2 separate regions of the Oryzias latipes genome follow, and region 2 is linked to region 1. Evidence: chromatin contacts called from public Hi-C data. All regions are on one chromosome and are shown on one strand. The core of a region is the stretch at or near the end of the contact, and the rest is flanking DNA. Distances in the headings are between cores, read along the strand shown. Region 1 overlaps LOC101161760 (partitioning defective 3 homolog). Region 2 overlaps LOC101161760 (partitioning defective 3 homolog).

The links. A called contact is a pair of places that touch in the nucleus more often than the background predicts.
Region 2: a Hi-C map of embryo shows a contact between it and region 1, with 1.5 times the contacts expected there. The contact joins two enhancer-like sites. A contact is called at or near these places in 2 of 5 Hi-C or Micro-C datasets (both in embryo).

The regions. Positions count from the first base shown.
Region 1 is chr20:8,894,431-8,898,345 of ASM223467v1, reverse strand. LOC101161760 (partitioning defective 3 homolog) reads left to right here. Exons shown (of 23, transcript XM_023950354.1): 7 at 3,128-3,253. Among protein-coding and RNA genes, the nearest start is that of trnal-uaa, 53 kb to the right of the region's middle. Within about 2 kb of position 2,130, at least 1 of the 8 cell types and tissues checked has an H3K27ac peak or open chromatin away from gene starts, as enhancers often do. A contact at or near this core is called in embryo, where this site is marked.
Region 2 is chr20:9,004,329-9,008,243 of ASM223467v1, reverse strand. All of the region lies in intron 2 of LOC101161760 (partitioning defective 3 homolog), which reads left to right. Among protein-coding and RNA genes, the nearest start is that of trnaw-cca, 34 kb to the left of the region's middle. Within about 2 kb of position 1,898, at least 1 of the 8 cell types and tissues checked has an H3K27ac peak or open chromatin away from gene starts, as enhancers often do. A contact at or near this core is called in embryo, where this site is marked.

The sequences.
Region 1 (3,915 bases), core at 881-3,380:
ATCAAACAGGATATTTTGTCTACTCCTGTTCACAGCAATTTAAAGAAATACTCATGATCATGAGAAAAACACCATAAGAAATATTAAAAACACGGTTTTCATCAGAGTGGGTCTTTCAAGAGCTCTGCACACAGTCTCCCAGCTTAATGAACGTCCAGTTCCGTGGCTAGTTTCAATTGTAAACAAACTCCGGCTGTAATTGCCTCGCATAAATGGATTCTGATTGGAATTATTATTTGATTAAAGTCAGTGGAGGAGAGCAGGTGGCCTCCTTCAAATCAGCTCCTCTGTGCTGCAGCCACAAGGTGGAGTAGAACTGCAGACTTGTGGGAGGATGCTGATTCTCATTGACGGGGTTAAAATGGGACATAGAGTCTGGGGAGACTCTTTTACAAAGTCCCGGTTCTTAAAGAGACTTCTTTAAAGATGTCCTTTAGAGTTCCATACTTCTCTGAGAACCTTGTCAGTAGAGAACTGAGCTAGTTGTACTTTAAAGTTGCTATAGTGTTCATTCCACATCTTTTGAAATCTTAACAAGATCTCTCTCCCCACCTCTCTTTGTTTCGGCTAGGAACACTTATCAGGGTTTAGACGCGCTGTAATATTCATCTTCCTTGTTTTCAACCCCTCTATTCAGAGATAAACAGTCATGTCAACCCACGCTGTATCTGCAATTACTCTCTGCTCAGCAGCCTTAAGCCGGCCCGCTAATGCAGGATCAGACACAGAGGAGAGCTCCTTTGTGATCTTTAATTTCAACCCGTTGCTTCGCCTTTTCCCCCTGTCGAGGAACCGAAACGAGCGTGGACGCCCACATCAGGTGGCCAATTACAGCAATGTTCTGGAAATGTCCGTGTTTGCCTGCAAATGCTGAAGAGCTCCAGAAATCTAGTCTTTGTGTTCGTGGTAAACAGGGTCAGGACGCCAGTGTCATTCTCTGCACCCGAAGAACTGTAAGAGTACCAACACTCCGGGCCTGGGATGCCGATCCAAGAATGTGTTCTTTTGAATACTTGTTTAGCCTATGTGTTCACACTGGACAAGCAGGGAGGGGCTTCTTCTTCTTTTTCTACTGTTTACTAGTGCATATGTGCCACCTACAGTTGGAAAGAGCCTGTGCAAAGTGTTGTAGCTGAGCAAATCTTGCTCCAGTCCAGAATTGGTGTCATGTAATTATGTATGATTGTCCCACTAATCCCAATTATTAATTTCTCTCCCACGATCAGGTTTTTAACAGTTTGCACTTTCGTAAAAGTTAAAAAGGATGCCATCCAAATGTGACTACCAAATCTGAGTCCCTGATTGGTCAACTTTCAATGCGTGGTCAATAGCCGTGTCTTTTCTTTGTAAAGCCATAGAAATGCGTAATGACTAAAATACGCGAGTTCTGATTGTAGAAGGCCGAAACTTGTTTTACGTGTGTTTACGCAGACTTTTCATTGAAAGAGGGTTGGGGTTGAGGTTGAGCTGACTGGTAGGGGTACCTCCTGGACCCCAGGAGAGGTGGTCTGGGCGTGTCCCACGAGGTCGTGACCCGATGCACACTGGAGAGACTACGTCTCTCGAGTGAAATCTCTCTTGTGGAAGTGGGTGGCTAAAGAAAAGTCTGGTTATCATTTCTTAGACCTTCCCTCCGCGACCTGTGAGTCAGCCATCCATAGAGCACCACCCATATGTCAAATCCGAGTTCCTCAATTGGTCAAAGTTTGACCCGGTTTAACTTTTCCCATGTTTTCAGTGACGACGCATTTTTTACGTAGAGCCCTAAAATTGTCTTAAAAAGTTTTACATAGACTTCAATGAAAGTGGTCGCTTAAACGTGCGTTGCCAAGGGCAATGTGAACGTAGCTTAAGAAGCCTTTCAGTCCGAGTGGAGCGTATTTTTGCGTCACAACTTTTCCCTTTTCGAATAATCTTCCAAACTTTTTGTCAGCGTAAGCTAGAAGGACAAACATCTGTAGAGAAAAAAATCAAGCTGCTACCTCAGGTCTATCACTCTGGAAGTGTTCAGTGTGGTTTTGCTGTGCTGCTGTGTGAGCACACATCTCTTTGCATGCGGTTATCCGTAGGGCCTAGCTAAAGCCCCAAAGGAGCTCACTGATGTTGCTATTTAAAAGGGGGATGGAAGGAGGGAGGGGGGGGCGTTTGAAGGTAGGGGTTGGCTCTTTTGAACGGATTGCTTGAATGGCTTGTGGTGTTTATTACAGCACCGTCGGCTTCATCTTAAGCTCGGGGGAAGGCAACTGTAGCGTTCTCCTGGAAGCCAAAAGATGATCTGCGAGCGCTGGATTATTTCAGACAGTCTGCCGATCAGACCTGCTCACAGAGAGTGAGGCAGAGGGAAGAAGGACAGACGTACAGGCTTAAAGTCAGCTTTTTATTTTTTTTATCCAAGCTCATGCGTTGAAAGTAAACTTTTCCACAATAGGAAAACTTTGCAAGCTGATGTAGTATGCAGGCACTGGTACATCAACAGTTTTCCATTCCAAAAAAATTGAAAATGCCCAAAATATCCCAAATCTCTCTGTCTTACTTTAGGTGTGTCCATTGACTGTATAGAAGAACTGGACTGAGTGAAGCCAAAATTCCATAGACTTATATTGAGAAATAGTCAAAGATCTTCTTGCTAATCATAATTATTTTTTCATATGTTTTATGTTGTGGGAGTTATTCAAGTTATAAACTGGGCAATCAGACGCTTCAATCAAAGTAGGTGGTCTCAAGTCAGTTGTTCAAAAAGTTTGATTAACAGATTTTGTGTAGCCCTTTTACAAGTGGTAGGGGTGTGGCCTTCTGACAAGCTCACTCCTGAATGGTGAGAGTGGTTGCCATAGAAACAATCACTCTGATGGACCAAACTCCACTAACTCACATTGTTTGGTTCCAAATGGCAGCATCCGTACGGCAAAAAAATGGCAACTGATTAACTTCATTTGATTAATGCTGAAAGTAAACCATTTTCTGCGGGTGACGTCACACTCACTCAGGCCAGTTCTCATAGTCAATGGCTGTGTCGAAACTATCTTTCCGTGCAGATTGTGGAAACAAAACCAGTTGTAAATGTCACCATTTCTGCCTGAACGAGTCCTAAAAAAGACACTTGCAACGCTTGTGTAATCATTTTCAGGACTCAGGGTCTGCTTGTGAGACGTCTGGAGCCCGGCGGGAAAACTGAGCTGGAGCGTCTCTTCCAGGAAAATGACTGCATCGTCAAGATAAACCAGGGGGACATCCGCAATCTGCGTTTTGAACAGTAAGTTTGCAAACAGGACATTTCACAGGACCATTCCCCTGCTGGGAGAAGACAGTGGGGAAAAAACTAGATTGGCATATCAAAGTCATTTCATGAATGTATTTATCAATTTTGTCATCAATCAATTTTATATTTATATATATATATATATATATATATATATATATATATATATATATATATATATATATATATATATATATATATATATATATATATATATATATAGAACTGATTGTGTATTGATACACGTTTGTATGTGACTTTTATATCTTTCAACTTAATTTATTATTAAATTTTTTAATTTTAATTGTCCTTAATTTTTTTAAATGAACATTATTTATTCAGTGATGTCCCATAATACCTACCTGATCCAGTTTCATCTATCTATCTATCTATCTATCTATCTATCTATCTATCTATCTATCTATCTATCTATCTATCTATCTATCTATCTATCTATCTATCTATCTATCTATCTATCTATCTATCTATCTATCTATCTATCTATCTATCTATCTATCTATCTATCTATCTATCTATCCATCCATCCATCCATCCATCCATCCATCCATCCATCCATCCATCCATCCATCCATCCATCCATCCATCCATCCATCCATCCATCCATCCATCCATCTATCAAACCATCCATCCACGTA
Region 2 (3,915 bases), core at 649-3,148, 110 kb before region 1:
GCGTCAAATGGTCATAAACGACCCTCATAATGTCGTTTTATCTGCATGATCCTATCCCCCAGGCCCTGTGTAATCTGTGTGGGCGTGTTATAGTCATTTGCAAGAAAATATTTGCACAACATATGCATACCTGCCTATGAATTTTTACGCCCTTAATGCAGTTTGCATAACAGTGCATTCTTGTTTACCACTTGGCTCTCGTCACCCAGTCGCCCAATCCATTAACTCATGCTACAGATAGAGAGCTTAGATAACAAATAAGTTGAAGAGTGGACTTTGAATGAGAAAATCGTTCCTCCTTCCTCTCCTCTCTTTTTCTCCATCCATCTATCCATCCATCCAGCCATCTGAACGCTAAACCAATTAACAGTAATTACCGGGTCACCCTAGACGCAGCTTCTTTCTGCTGGCTATGCTGTTTGGTCCTCATCACCCCGTAGATGGAGTCTCTAAGACAGACATGGGTCATTACCTCTTATTAGCAAAGGGAGGTTATCGTCCCTTGTTGGTCGCTGTTGAGGTGTGGTGAAGTTTGATGGTCTGGTCATACAGCTGATGTTGTGTATCAAAATGAATCTCATTTGATAGAAGGTGGCTATTTAAGACTATATTTTAAACTTGGTTTAGGATAGTTACTATAGAAGTGCAACTAGATTTAAGGTGAAAACATTACTAGCGCATAGTGAGCTCCAAGTCATTGTAACCAGCCACTTTTAATGACGAAACTATCTGTGTCAGATGATTAAATCTGATTTTAGAGAGGGGTAATTTGTGACGCTGATAATGGGTAAACTGTCACACACTAGACTGATGAAATACCAACAAATTCAGCACTTTCCAGATCTGGAAACAGAAATGAAAAATTTAAGGGAGAGCATTCCAACTCTGGCTGTCAAGCTGTGACGACAAAAATACTGTATGTAAGTCATTATTATTTTGAGCTCATCTATGGGTCGAAATGATCTGACAAGCTGAGAGTGTTAGCCAGCAGCCAGAGCTTTTGTAGCAGTGAGTTAAAACATTACCTGTTGAGGTTTAAAATCATGCTTTTTTCATATTTACTCATGTTGGGTTCCTGCTGATCAGAAATAGCAGAATGCTAGAAGCTGGGTATTGATTTATTACTTTGATTTAATGAAATATTTCTTTTTATATTTTTCCCTATTGGATCATAGATATTTTCTAGTAGAAAATTTTCTGAGTAAATTGAGTAACCACTAGTCCTAGCTTATTTTTAATTATGAAAGATACTTGATTGCACTTGCAACCACACAAACGCACACATGCACACACATACACACACACACACACACACACACACACGGAAAACCAGCTTGATTACTGACAGTGGTTTACAGGTTTTTGAGGTGAGCAGAACAGCAGGTCACAACCCCATCACTTCCTTTGCTGACCGCCCCCTCCCCCGGCAGCCCACGCCCTCCTGTGTTTCAGGGAGCGTGATCTCATCATGGGAGAAATCTGCCGCTGCAGAGGGGTGGTCACCTGCTTCCTGAATAATTAAGGGCCTTTTTATTGTCTCCACATTAGTAAATGATGACACCCCCACCCACCCCCGACAATTATGTCTGCTTTAATAATGAATGAGGGTGGGGTTGGTGCCCAGTTTGGCAGAGGGGGCTGGCATGGAAACAAGATGCCTGTTAGATGGAAGCAGGGAGGAAGGCCGTGCTCATCCTAACCCGTGTGATCTTGTGTTTGTGCGAGTGTAGTGTAGCTGCTCACTGTAATGGAATACAAAGCATCCGTCAACTGTCCAGTCAGACCCCCCCACCCCCCAGCGTGGACCCTCGCTGGCCGCACGGGCTTAAGGCGGAGCTGCAGTGCGCCGCTCTCGGCTGCAGGTGGCTCGGAGGTCTCATGGCTGCAGGGCTGGAGGCTAGCACTGACCCGTGAAAACCTCCAGCTCCACACCGCTCCCTCCAGTCTCCAGCTAATTCGATAAAGGCCATTCAGAGCGCAGCCAACATCTGTGTGCGTTCACGCATCAGCTCTCAGAGCCACCGGGGCCTCCATTCACGCTCGGTTACAGCTTCACTGAAGGTCTGGGCTTGAACGCGCCGCCATTTACTGAGCTGTGGAGCAGTAAAGACACTCCTGAAGCTACATGTGAATGCACGCTCAAGAACGCACTAAACGTGGTCCTAGAAGGGAGGGGACTCTTCTTCTTGTTCTTTCTCTACTGTTCACGAGCACATGTCCACCACCTACAGTTGGAGGAAGCTTGGCGCAAAATGTATTAGCAATAAAAGTCATGCAAATCTTGTTCCAGGTTTTTTCTTTCCCATCTCTATTCTGATATAAGATTGACTTGGTGTCATAATTTTTGTTGGTAATGAACCTCAGTTAGTAATTTTTCCTCCATGATCAGTTTTCCAGAAGTTGGCACTTCCATGAATTATCCTAACGTTACTACCGTCCCTGATTGGTCAAAGTTCAACTTGGTTTGACTTTCAGCACGTTTTCTATCGCCACGCGTTTTGTATGTAGAGCCTTAAAATTGGCCTAAAAACCTGCGTAGCAACCCTCAAGATTGAAAGTATCAATTTATATGAATAAAGGAGAAAATGGACTGAGTATATCAAACCAGGAAGATCTGATTTTACCTGAGATAATATTTTTGGAGGAAAGAGAAATATTACATTTATATTATTCATTCATTTTCATTCATTGTCATTCATTCATTCATGAACATTTATATCAATGGCGCTCTTTTTTTTAAACCTTGTTCTGTTCTAACGTAATAGCTGATAACTTGTATAAAAATATGCGTAGCTACACGTGAACGCGAGAGTTTTAAAGGTGGAATCCAGAAACGGCCATTTACATACGTTCACACGAGTTTGTCTTGGGAAGAGGCAGCCTGAGCTTGTGTTGCAGTGGGTGGAGTGAACGAAGCTTTACAGAGATAGCTTAGTTCTGCAGCATTTTAACAAACTTTATTAAGGAGGAAAAATGTATTTAGAAGAGGTTTTTCCTCCACGTCTGCACATGGGGGGTGCAGAAACAGGAGACGATGAGCATCCGTGGGTTGGTAGAAGGTGAAAAGGTGCAGGAGCAGCTATTGGGTTTCCTCCCTCCCCCCTCTGTGCCTTTTGCTCTTTGCCGGTTTTATCAGTCCTCATCACCTCCAAATTAAATTTGCTCTGCAATGGGGGTGAGTCGTGGGTGGAGCAGAGCGGCTGGGGCCCCCCGAAGAGCTGAGCTGGCCAGCTCCAAGATGCAATCGGCAGGGTTGGATCAGACCCGGAACAAGCCTGTGTTTGTGCACCTTCACAGAGATAAACATTGTGCGGCATCAGCGGGGGGCTTCAGGCCAGACCGGGAGCACTCTTCCTGTCTGCTCTTTGTCTGTTAAGGCGGAATTGGTTTAGTTCTCCCATGCACGCTGACACGTGTAGAACAACGAGCCGCTGTGCCTTTTTTTTTCTTTTTTTCTGGCTTCAAACAGCAGATGGATGGACAGCAGGTGGAAACCCAAACCATCCTCCCAGAAAACCTGGAGGGACTGGAAGTCACAACTGTCAGGTCTCAGAGACAAAGACTTTGTAAGGATTGCTGCAGATAAAACCTGCTGCTCATCTGTTCAACATCAAGTCAGAGGTTAAACTCTACACTGGTAAAACAGAAAATAAAACTAGAATGATGTTAGCTGATGCTTAATATTTAGTACCAATGAAATTACAAAATAATGTCAAGTTTTGAAAATACAGCTTCTGAAAGAAGACACACCTGGTGTGTCTGATATAAAGGTTTACCAATAGACCTAATAGACGAGTGCTACGGGTTTTTGGGTTGTCCATAGAAGGCCGTAGACAGGAGTGGTGGCATCTTAAAGGGCCTATATCATGCTATTCTTAAGATTTTCAGAGTAAACTATATCTATATAAATGAAAA